2 separate regions of the Zea mays genome follow, and region 1 is linked to region 2. The links are chromatin contacts, called in public Hi-C maps. All regions are on one chromosome and are shown on one strand. Each heading gives the region's core, a stretch centred on a gene start, on an enhancer-like site or on the middle of the called end of the contact. The rest is flanking DNA. Distances are from core to core; before and after follow the strand shown.

The links. Hi-C and Micro-C count contacts between places; a contact is called where the count stands out from the background.
Region 1: a Hi-C map of leaf shows a contact between it and region 2, with 5 times the contacts expected there. The contact joins the enhancer-like site here to the promoter of LOC100286129 in region 2. A contact is called at or near these places in 7 of 25 Hi-C or Micro-C datasets (ear, leaf, seedling and 1 more).

The regions. Positions count from the first base shown.
Region 1 is chr5:169,234,388-169,240,174 of Zm-B73-REFERENCE-NAM-5.0, forward strand. No RefSeq gene overlaps it. Among protein-coding and RNA genes, the nearest start is that of LOC109939563, 29 kb to the left of the region's middle. Within about 2 kb of position 3,039, at least 18 of the 20 cell types and tissues checked have an H3K27ac peak or open chromatin away from gene starts, as enhancers often do. A contact at or near this core is called in ear, leaf, seedling and 1 more, where this site is marked.
Region 2 is chr5:168,982,670-168,988,741 of Zm-B73-REFERENCE-NAM-5.0, forward strand. It overlaps LOC100286129, which reads right to left and starts at 3,687. Exons shown (of 9, transcript NM_001159017.2): 1 at 3,384-3,687; 2 at 1,872-1,918; 3 at 507-1,763; 4 at 326-414. The coding sequence starts at 3,564. LOC103628659 (putative 3,4-dihydroxy-2-butanone kinase) reads left to right here and starts at 5,007. Exons shown (of 2, transcript XM_035958899.1): 1 at 5,007-6,072. The coding sequence starts at 5,007.

The DNA.
Region 1 (5,787 bases), core at 1,789-4,288, 250 kb after region 2:
GCGATTTTAACTGTAAGTTTTGATTGTATGTTAAATATAGGTGTAATTTATTTGATGGATTTAGTGGAGGTTACGAGGGTAAGGTGATTTGGTTAGGTGTGTTGGATTATACCGTGGTATACATGTTTTTTGACACCGTGCTAGCTCGTTCGTGTACGTTACCGTCTCTTAATTGTGGCTGGGACCACATGCACACGTATATATACAACGTATATCTCACAAGTGGTTGGTGTTACTGTTACGGTCCAGCCGAGATTCATTGAAGTCAACATTTTACTCGTCGTGTTTATTATACACTGAATTAGTCACTACCTACTACTGTATTCATTTCGCAAAACCCCACACTCCAATACAATGTGAAAAACGATCTTAATTAACACAAGTTTCTTATTGACGTTATCAACATCTGTCTACATTAAAACCATGTGTACATCTTATTTTTACAGTAATTCTAGATATTAATACAAAATATGACTTCTAAAATAAAAATGTTGGATGTTTGGACCAAGATTGATTGTTGCCTATGTATAGAGAGAATATACATATAGTAGAGTTCTAGTAGATAGTTATATTCTTAATTTTTTATTCTATACTAGAGTAATGAGGCCGGAGAATGGAGCAAGCAAGTGACATGACCCCCTCCTCCACGGGAAAATTATTTTTTTGCACTATTATATAGGTTGAATGGCCTATAAATTGCAATGTCAGTGACACATGATTAAGTGATTTTTTATAAAGGTAGCAAAAAAATAGACTGCTACCAATAATAGAGCTTGCTTTAGGTTCTGCCTAGTGATTAGAAGTGAGGTTAGATACACATCTTACCTCTTTACGCTTGTGGGCGTCATTGTAACTGTTATACCGAGTGAATCTTGTAAGTCTTACGAGATCACATAAACTATGTTTATGGTGTTGCATCCATCATGTACCAGGGGGAACGAGACTTGTAGCATTTTAGCCAAAAGTTCAATAGTGGAGATGGTGAGGAGCTGGCAACAACCATAGCACTATTTGCGCATGGAGAAGACCTGAGACTATATATATAGTTACCTGACCAGGAGTTTAGTTCTCGCAAGGACATCCCCTTACATAGGGCTCCAACGAGGATTAGATTAAAGCTTGCACGCTTCTTGATGTCTCGATAAAATACCGATGTGTCAAGGCGAGTTTGTATCTCTATCACATGTAAGCTTCTATAAATATATTGTGTTATCTTAGTTGTGTGCTTTATCTTTCTAACCTAGTTTTTAGGCTAATGGATAGGCTTGGGATCTAGGTTGCACAACTCCTTTACATTAGGGATATCAACACTTAGTTAAAATTGTGGTTGTTTATAAGGTAGTTTAATTTTATAGTATAAGTTTTGACTAGAATAAAAATGAATGATATAATTTTAGAAAGAAATTAGATTCACTAATTCACTACTTAAATGTCAAGTGTTCTTTGACGGGCCTAGGAGCAAATCACGGTGAGACAATAGCAGTGCCCGTACACTACTTAAATGATATAAGTTTTGACTAGTTAAATATGTATATAAAATAATTTAAGAAAAATAAAATTGTGTCTAGCAGTCGGTACTATGGATCGAGAAGGTGACTAAGACACGACATGATTCTCAGGACACAGAGACACGAGCCTACTTTGAATCATTTTTGGCTGGGTCGCGACCCATTTGACCGTCTATAGTCTCTAATCTGGCGTGAAAAAAGTGAGAGAAAGAACTTCACGTCGTATCACCCCAAACCGCATACCTCACTGCTCGTGCCAACAAAGACGACATCGTCGTACGCTTAGCTCGACATTGGTTTGGCTCGATCCAGAGGCGCACCGATTGTTGGTGCATGTGATGGCCCTGTCTTAGTCCCCAGTTGTCTCCCTTTAGTGCGACCAAAGAATCTATAAGTTTGGATCGTGTTTCAATAACCATCCCATTTACGCAAGGTCTATCTATATGATATATATAAACCACATTAATGCATGTGCAATTAACTAGTAGTATCCATATATACGTACTGTCATTACTAAGTAATATCGCTGACAGATCTATATTTATTTTTTTAATATGCCATTCTCATTTCTCAAAAAGTAAAAATATGTAACTCTAACTAAATATATAAAATGGAATATTAATATCTATAGTATATAATTGATATTATTAGATATGTTGTTGTATCTATTTTTTTACAAAATAAAATGAAAATATTAATATTGCCAAGACTTTTTATAAGTTTAATTAAAATTTAAAAAGATTGATGGATACAACTCCCTTCCTAACACCTAGACAGAGGTCGGGGCCATCTCCTACGGTGTCGCTCATATCTCTCACACCCCATCTTCAGTGTACTATAGAAGGAACAACCACTCTAACGAGTTCCCCATGATGCCCCATATACGGGGAAGAGAGACACCTCTCCTCCTTCATAGAGAGAGTTCTAATTTTTCCACATCCTTATTTATTTGTTTCTTTGTGATATTAATATTTTAGCTTTGTAACATGATAATAATGTGTATTACCATAGTACAGATAGTCTATGATTTTTATAAAAACTTAAAGACTAATAAAAAGTTTAAATAACTAAGTTACCGTGTATAGGTGAGCTGGAATAGAGTGAATATTAGAGACGTTCTATATATAAGGAGTACTCCTATCTTTTAGCGAGATATAATAAAATATAATAAAAATACATAAAGAAAGGAATACAGGAGGAATGGTTGGAGATGTTCCGTAGAAGTAGCTTTGGATGTGTTTTTTAGATATCTCTAAAGCAACTTGTTGGTCCAACACAAGTCTGTCCAAGTCGGATAGGTGGAATAAAGTCTGGAAGATGGCAATCAAACGAGACGGATAGAGATAATGCTAGAAAATCCGCGCAAATGACACAGTGCGTGCGACACCAACAACGAGGTCGTTGATACTGGATAGCAGCGGCATCTTCGATCTTTATTCTGATAGGTTTGTGCGGGGCCCACCCCTGCTTGCGGCATGCCCCATGCTGCTCACGCACAGGCACAGCAGTAATGCTGTGATGGGGGAGAGAGAGAGAGTACACACAGTTTCATCAGCAAGAGAGATGTGGTGTCAGATTCCTTTTTCTGGGCTCCACACTGCCGTGTCACGGCCAATTTGTGCAACCTGACATACAGTAGCTTCGCACCAGTGGCGGAGACAGGTGTGGGGCCACTAGGGCTTGGGCCCTACTCTTGAGCCGAAAAATTGCTAGGAACCTAAATATATTCTTAAAAAAATGAGAGAATTCTTATAATCCATTCATATGTGTCATTATCTATGCATTTGCATGATTTAAGATTTTCTAGCTGATATAAATACTTGTTAGTGTTATATCGGGCTCTACACTTAGAGAAATCTTGGCTCTGCCACTGCTTCGCACTGCAGTTCTTTTACGAGTATTAAAAGCTTAATTATGTTTTATAAATTTGTCTCGTTTTTTAATTTTTATCCGTGTAATTAGTTTATTAAACTATATTTAATATACATAATTATTATTCAAACATTCGATGTGGCAGTGACTACATTTTAGCCAGATGCAACCAAACATGTTCACTTTACCAAAGTCCTCTAAATCTCATCCTCTTAAAGATTATTCCTCGTTATTTATAGCATTATCTAAAAATCACGTCGTCTATATCTTAATCATCTCCAGCAGCGTCCTATATATTTCATCATCCATATGGAGCACAACCACTTCTTCTCTATTCATGCCTCTCATACATTTTGTCGAATAGATTGTTTGCACTAGTTACCATTGTCGCGAACCGAACAAGACTTCATTCCAGTAGGTCTGCGACGCACTAGACCAGTCCAGTGAGGGACCGGACCGAGTGCACAGTGAAGGCAAACTTCGGCTTGAGTATCCTGGTGCATCGGACCAGTCTGTGGTTCACACGACCACTTTACGCAGAAAGGGCTTCAACAGGTCTTCCGTGGCATGGTGCACCGAACCACTTACACAGAACGATCTGTTCTTGAAGAGCTGAAGCAGAAGGCATACTGAACCAGTCCAGTGTGTACGGACCCATCGAGGGCAACGACTAATTCGCACTCTGATGGCTATATGACGCGACAGTTGACGTCGTGGGGTCTGGTGGTGCACCGGACCAATCCGGTGCCACCTGAAATGGTAGCTTTCCATTATTATGCAAGCTGACAAGAGGTCTGGTGCACCTGAGGAGGTGCAAATTTTTGAAATCTCACCTAACGGCTAATTGAGGGCTTTTGGGCTATAAATACCCACTCAACCGGCCAAGACTTATAACAAGAGTTGTGATTCAACTCTACAAGCTAGAGCAACACCTCATAGAGATCCAATAGCCTCCCATGTGCCATTAGAGAGAATTGTGTATTCTAGAGTGGATTTTGATAGTACCTTGCGTGAGTGTTTGTGTTGTTGCAGTTTTGTGCACTTGTGTTGGTGTTCGATTATTGTAAAGGCTGGTAAGAGGCTCCAAGTTGTGGAGTGTTTTGTATAGACTTTGTCTTTCACATAAGAAGATCTGATGGCTCAAGCTTAATCGTTGGAACCATTTGAGATTATTGAAAGAGACCCGTCCTTAGGGACACCTCAACAGAGACGTGGGTTCTTTGTAACCGAACTTCGGTAAATCAAATCGCTTGTCTTTCTGTTTGTGTTTTCATTTGCTTGCGAGTTGTTCTTCTCTCCCCCCTCTCTAAGTTCTCTTGTTTGGTTTTTTATTTAAATCATTAAGTGTCGCTCCTAATTTTATTCTGCAATCAATTGAGCACACGTTGCAAGAAGAACCTCTCTGACTCTCCCTACTCCGGTTCTTTTCTCTCTCTCGCTCTAACAACTAATTTGGGATCTAGTTTGTTTTTAAGTGTTGAAATTTCAGGTGCCGTCTATCCACCCCTCCTCTAGTCAACTATCAAATATAGTTGGTAAATGATGTAGTCGCTCGTAACTTATAAAGCTTACAAGTATGTTAGTACATTTAGGCTAAGGATTGTATCAGGCATTGCATAGTAGGCTAAATACAGAGGATATTTCTCTATAGAGACTCCATTTTTCGCTATTTATTTTTATACTTTAAACAATGAATCAAATAAAACTAAAATATGCATAAGATGTTTAAGAGTATGATAAATACGTGTATACGAAAACCTATACCAAAGTATGTTCCTATTATAGATTATTGGTCTATAGACGACGATATATATAGGACGTTGATACTATAATAAAGTATAAATATAAAAAGAGAAATATAAAGAATACGGTTAGACACCCGAGGCCGGCTATCTGGTCCCTCTATGGCCCAGCATGACATGACATCCCTTCTCACGACGCAGAGAAAAAGGTTGCGTGCTTTCTTAAAGCCATTCATCAAACGCAAAAAAATTGTTTCGGGCTCGCTGCACAAAACTGGACTGGGGAGAAGGTCATGATTTCGATTCTGTAGTATAGTGGTAGCAAGCGAGTACTCCAGAGTCTCCAGTAAACACTAACAGTGATCGCCTGGCCCAGCATTAATTTGCATTTTAGGAGAAATAATTTTAATAGTGCGACTGGCTGTCTGGCTGGTGGGGGAGTAGTTGATGTGATGCTAATGCTATGGTGCTCACTGTCCATGGCAAGTGCACATCAGTTGGTTGTTGGTTTAGCATCAGGGGAGATGGAGTAGGCTGGGCTGTTTCTGTTTGAACGGCTTAATCGATGCTCCTCCATTGAATCTGTATGGTTGTGACCTCACCTGCACCACGGAAAAAAAGTTCAGGCTAGGTAAGGAGAGCCATCAAAGAGCCATGTTGAGCGC
Region 2 (6,072 bases), core at 2,437-4,936:
AGCCCTTCCAGTAACCTAATTGTCACAGGCTCACAGGTCAACTGTAGCTGCAGAGTACAACATGCCTCACATGTTGCATGTAGGCATTATCTGTGCTCTTGGACATTCAGGTAAATTGTGGTGCTAGAAGCACATAAGGGCATACCAATATTGCTAGAAGCAAATAAGGGCATTTTAAGTTGGTATCTTGATGTCCTTATTCCTTAAATAGAATGCAAGTTACACTACCATAATAGAATTGCACTTGCACGGCAACAACAAAATAGTGTGTAAAGAAGGGATGATAGAACTCGAACTTTCAGAGAAGAAGCAAAGATCATATTACCTAGGTGGAAGCATATCAGAACCTCCAAAATGGTTTAGAAGACATCTCATGTTTAGTGGATGGAGAATTAGGTGTTGGCCATCTGACACCTGCAACAATATTTAAAACCATCGGGAACTCTGAATATGTGAAACCACAACATGAAAAATTCATCAGCATCAAAAGCTTGAAAATCTCAGACCTGGTAAAATGTGTATGGGTCATGTTCATTTGAATCAATGGTTGTGGTACATTTCTCATTTACTTTAGATATTGTTCCTTTACCAGAGGTTTTACTCAACTCGGGAGACATGGAGAGTTCTGAAATACCATTGACCATATCTCTATCTGAAAGAGAGATCTTGTGCTCACTCATCTGCTGAGAAGTATTCACATCAAAAGAGTTCCTAGACTTGAAACTAGATCCAGGAGAGAAGCTATCTTTTGATGGAGGACTACCACCATAATTTCTGTAATCAATCCAATATTTCGTCTTCTCTTCCAGTTGCTCCAAAGCAGCAGAAACAAATGGAAGTTTCTCCAAGTCATCAACAAGGCCTAAGTCAGCCATATGCAACCAATTACTAAGATCCAATTTTGCATCTCGAACAGACAACTCCACATCAGATGTCAAAATAAACTTTGAGAAAACATTATAATGCTCTTCATCTGTTGTAGAACTTTCACTGGAGGAGCTTTTGATGGAAGGAGTGAGCGAATTTCTTGACCTGCTCAGAAGTGTAAATGTGACAACGTCACCAGCACGGACATTCTGGACTTGAGTAATTTGTATTGTATACAAATCCTTTGATGATATCATCATGAAACACAGAGGACACTTCTTCCAACACTCACCTCTATAATCATCTTTGCCCATCATTAGATAACGTAAAATGCATGGAAAGCAATATATGTGTCCGCATGATGTGATCTGTGGGCACAATGGTCTTTCCAAGCAAATAGGGCATTGTACCTCAGAAGGGCTATAGTATCTTACACAGATAATATCTTCCCACTGAAGCATCTTATCAGGATCCATTGAATCAATCTGGTAATTCCCAGTATCCAATACAACAAACTTATAGTTTGCTTGGATGAACAGATCCTTGTTGTAAGGTTTTATCTTCCTTTGTCTTCTCGGAAGATATGTTCTAGGGCCTCTGGGCTGTGGCCGAGAAATAGGATCATACTGGAAATTCAGTAGGTGATTAGCATTCACGGTCTGATTCTTCCTGGCAGCTATCTGAGTCCCATTACCCAGTCCAGTAGAACCTGAAGCCAAATGGTCAGCCTGAAGGGATCCCACCATTTTAGGTCTCTCAGGATATGACCCAACTGAGCCAAAATTATCTACAGGCAAACCGGAATCCCCCTGTTCTGAAGAGTGGCATTCTGAAACATTGCCAACCTCTTGTGTACATGTATCATTCTCTTCCCCAGATATTATAAATCCAACTACCTGGAAGTTATTGCATTTTATCAACGTGTTAAGAGCTGAAACCGGAGTTTTTAACACTAATGTGGAAAGAAAAGATGAAAATGGCAATAAGCTCCACAAGCACTTCACCTTTTCGGGAGCATTAATAGATTCTCCAATAGCTGGAACCACTGGGTCTGCAGAATATGAATTGCATTGTAAAGATTACTCTGAAAACAGGAGGGCTAAAAATGGCGTGGCATCACCAATGAGAATGCAACATGAAGTTATGCACACAACTAGTCTAACGAGCAGATAATGAAAAGCTGACTTAAGATCTTAATAACAACCAGGTAGTTAAAGTGAAATAACGAGTATAACTACACAACAGCATGTACAGAGCAACTTAATTGAAAATTAACAAGCAAATCAAAGGCGAGTATCTCCATGGCCATTGGAATATGCACTTCCAATATTAGTACTACACTGGGAGATGTCCATATGAAAATTAATTGTTTAAAGTTCAAAATGCTAGCACTAGAGCTTCAGTAGCATATTTTTTCACTAGCTCTAAAAGAACCAAGTGTAGGGTAAAAAAAAACTTATCAATTAAAAGTCACTGCTGATCTAACTATAAGACATTCATTTTTATGAAAAAAATGTATCTTGAATCAGATAAGCATTGAATATGAATTTCAGCCAACTATCGCTGATACACAAAATATGGTCAGATTTAAACATCTAGATGTAGATGTGCCCTAGATAATCTTATTCTTGATGCAATGTATTGAATCATTGTCATACATAGAGTTAGGCACGCAGATTAAGACCATATTGTACACTAAAAACAGTGTGTGGCCATCACATATACATGAAGAAACAATGGTTACGATGAAATCTAAATTATATCGCTACTGTATTTTTGGCTGGATAGAACTGAGCCAAACGAAAAATACTATCACCTGGGTGACTGAATCTATCATATACTTTCACCCTCCAACACAATAAACAGAAACTCAGCAAATGTTTTGCATCCAAATTTAATCAAACCTAATAGTAGAAAACATTCAGAAACTACATTTAACTGACGTGCTTGACCAAGCCTAATCCCACGAGCATTTATGCACACAAAATCTAGCACCACCCAGACTATCAAATCATTCTCAGCTCAGCATAACACCTACTCCATCCATCCTAGAAAGAGTGCCATCCTCACATTCCGATAAGTCAAACACTTTCAAATTTAACCAAATATATATAAGAAAATATTAATAGTTAGGGTGCATAATTAGTATCATTAGATGAATCGTTGAATATATTTTCATGATACACTTAATTAAAATACAAATGGTGTTAATATTTCACGAGCACGAATCCCATAGTGACACACTTTTTGGACGGAGGGAGTAGAATCCATGGCCAATCAGGCAATCACATGATTTAAGCGGCTGAAAATATCAGTCCCTAATGCGCAAAGAGAACGCTGTAAACTTGCTAGGGGGCACAAATCCCTTCGAAGCTTGTGCTTAGCCAAACAACGCACGTAATCCAAACAGCACCACAGCAGCTGGTAGTTTTCAAAGTAACAACCAGATCCAACCCCATCGGGAATCGTTCAATCGATCTACGGGCGAAGGGGGACGAGTGGAAAGGAAAACTCACTGGAGCTCGAGCCGACCCCGCCGTCGCTAGCTTCCGCAGCGGCGCCGGGTGGCGAGACGGATGCCGGAGGGGAGCGGCGGCCGTGGCGGCGTCTGTCGCTGCCATGTTGGGGACTAGGGCTAGGGTTGTGCGGGCGCGGGTAATAGGCTCCTCCGGTGCGTTCGTGTGGAGAGATGGACATGAACCCGCGCGGGAGCTCGTGGGGTGGGTGAGCGGCGCTCGGTCGAACGGCGGCGACGGAGAGGGCGGTGGCGCGGGGAAAGGGACAGGGTGGCGTGGGGTTAATACGGTCGATGCGTGGTAGGATCGCCGGTTGGCGTGGCGATGGGCAGGCAAGGCCGGGCTCACGTAGACCAACCCACGTGTAGGATGATAACGGGCGAAGAAAAAATGCGCGGCCCAGACGTCAGTTACGTGGTGTTGGGAAATATTATGGACTGCGTTCATGCAATATGGAGGAAGATGGGATTTCAGGGCAGAAGTAGAAAGGATATGCGGTTAACGAAGTCCGCGTGGATGATGTGGTATTTTTTTAAAAAAATAATATCTTAAAAATAAAAGTAATGTGTCTTAAGAAAATATAGTTATTTTGACTTTATCCAGCGAAAGTCACTAGTACAACATAAACATAAGTAAATTGTACAAGAGTCCCACTCCCAACTTGTAAGGGGCCGGTATGCATGCCCTGTGTTAGTACCACCTCGCCTAGCCAAGGGGGCCGTGTTGCACTTATAAGGGCGGGCCTCCCTCCTCTCTCAGCCTAGGTTTTGAGAGCGAGGTGCCTGTCTGAATAGGCTGCGCGCGAGCGCATGAACGCCCGACGCTGGTGATGGTGGGCTTTGGCGGACTGGCCCAGTGGGTGCGTTACAAATGGTATCGGAGCCCACATTGCCGCTGCTGCCTGGGAGAGCTTTGGGCCTCTTAGGGGGGTGGGATGTAAGGGGCCGGTATGCATGCCCTGGGTTAGTACCACCTCGCCTAGCCAAGGGGGCCGTGTTGCACTTATAAGGGCGGGCCTCCCTCCTCTCTCAGCCTAGGTTTTGAGAGCGAGGTGCCTGTCTGAATAGGCTGCGCGCGAGCGCATGAACGCCCGACGCTGGTGATGGTGGGCTTTGGCGGACTGGCCCAGTGGGTGCGTTACAAATGTCAGCAGCTCTAGGTGCTATACAAAAGTTAAGGATGGTAGCTCCGGATGTTCTACGGAAGCCAAGCCATGCAAGACGAGGAGAAGCAGGCTTCTGAAGCTGTTGAAAGAGGGAAGCTGAGAAGAGTAGCCGAGAGACTAAGCCCAACAAGAAGTATATTGGTGTCAATAGGCTGTAATAGGGCCCACATATTTGTTAGCTATAAAAGAGGGAAAACTGCTCGTCTGTAACCTGGCTTTTGGCTAACGATGAACTTGGAAAGGAAGATAGAACATAGAACTGATTCCTGAGTGTCTGGTGAGTCTTGTGAGAGGGTGTTGTTAACATTTGGTATCAGAGCTGGTTCTTCCACACCGTCGCAAACCAATTTCAGGCGAGAATTGGAACTATGGCGTGGCCGAGCCTCGAAGATCCGATGGCGCAGCTGATGGCGAAAATCGAGGAAGGAAATTGAGGGATTCATCGGTGTATGGACTCGATGCAGTCTGCTATGGAGAAGATGGAGATCACGCTCAAGGGTTTGCTGACATATCAGAGCGACTTCGAGAAGGGGAGGCCAGGAATCGAAGCGGAGGAGGTGGGGATGATGGAAGCACCAAAGTCCGTTCAGAATCTGGTGGCGAACGCCATATCGGCGCGCGTCATCTCCATTGAGAAGGATGGCTCCGTCTCCGACACGCCAGCAACGTCCATGCCTTCTCCGGCCTCAGATCCGCGGCATGATACCAGCTTCACCACCACACGCACGTGTCTGGGCACAGACCATGCTGTCACCGCCGCGAGCAGGCGCGCCGGTGCGGGCCACGTCGCGAGTGAACGCACGAGAGGGCGCCACCGTCGCCCCCAGCCGTGCGGACGAGCAAGCGCCCCTGCCGCCGTCGCGGGCACACGCGGACCGTCGCCGCCGCCGCGTAGGCGAGCGTGCGCGGGCCGTCGCCGCTACACAGGTAGCACCGAACCGTGCCCCGTCCAGGCGCCCCTGTCGCCATCGCGCAGGCGAGCGCAAGCGGGTCGCCGTCACCGCCGCCACATTGACTCCCTGAAGTGGTGTCTGGTTATTGAAGCGAAGGGGGTGGAGATGGCAGAAGCACTAACGAACATCCGGAATCAGGCGAACAACGTGGCGCGGAAGGCACTCGGAGTTCCTCTTTCCATTTCGGTGGTGGCACGCTCCTCGATGTCGATTCCTCTGGTAACTACGTCGAGCGGAGCGACAACTGGACCAATTATCCAACAAATCGCTGATCCTTATCAACAACCAGCTACTGATTTGAATGCAACCCGAATCCCTATTCTAGTGGAAGATGTGGTGACCGAGTTCATCAATGGGTTGGTGGATATTTACCCAGATCTGCAGTACCTCGAAGAGTTCCCTCAGATTAAGGTCGTTCATCGTGTTGAGGTCGAGCACAGTTCCTATGACAAAGTTGCAGTCATCTCAGGTGGTCAAAGTGGCCATGAACCTGCCCATGCTGGATTTGTTGGTCCTGGAATGCTGACCGCTGCTGTCTCTAGAGAGGTCTTCACTTCTCTACCTGTTGATT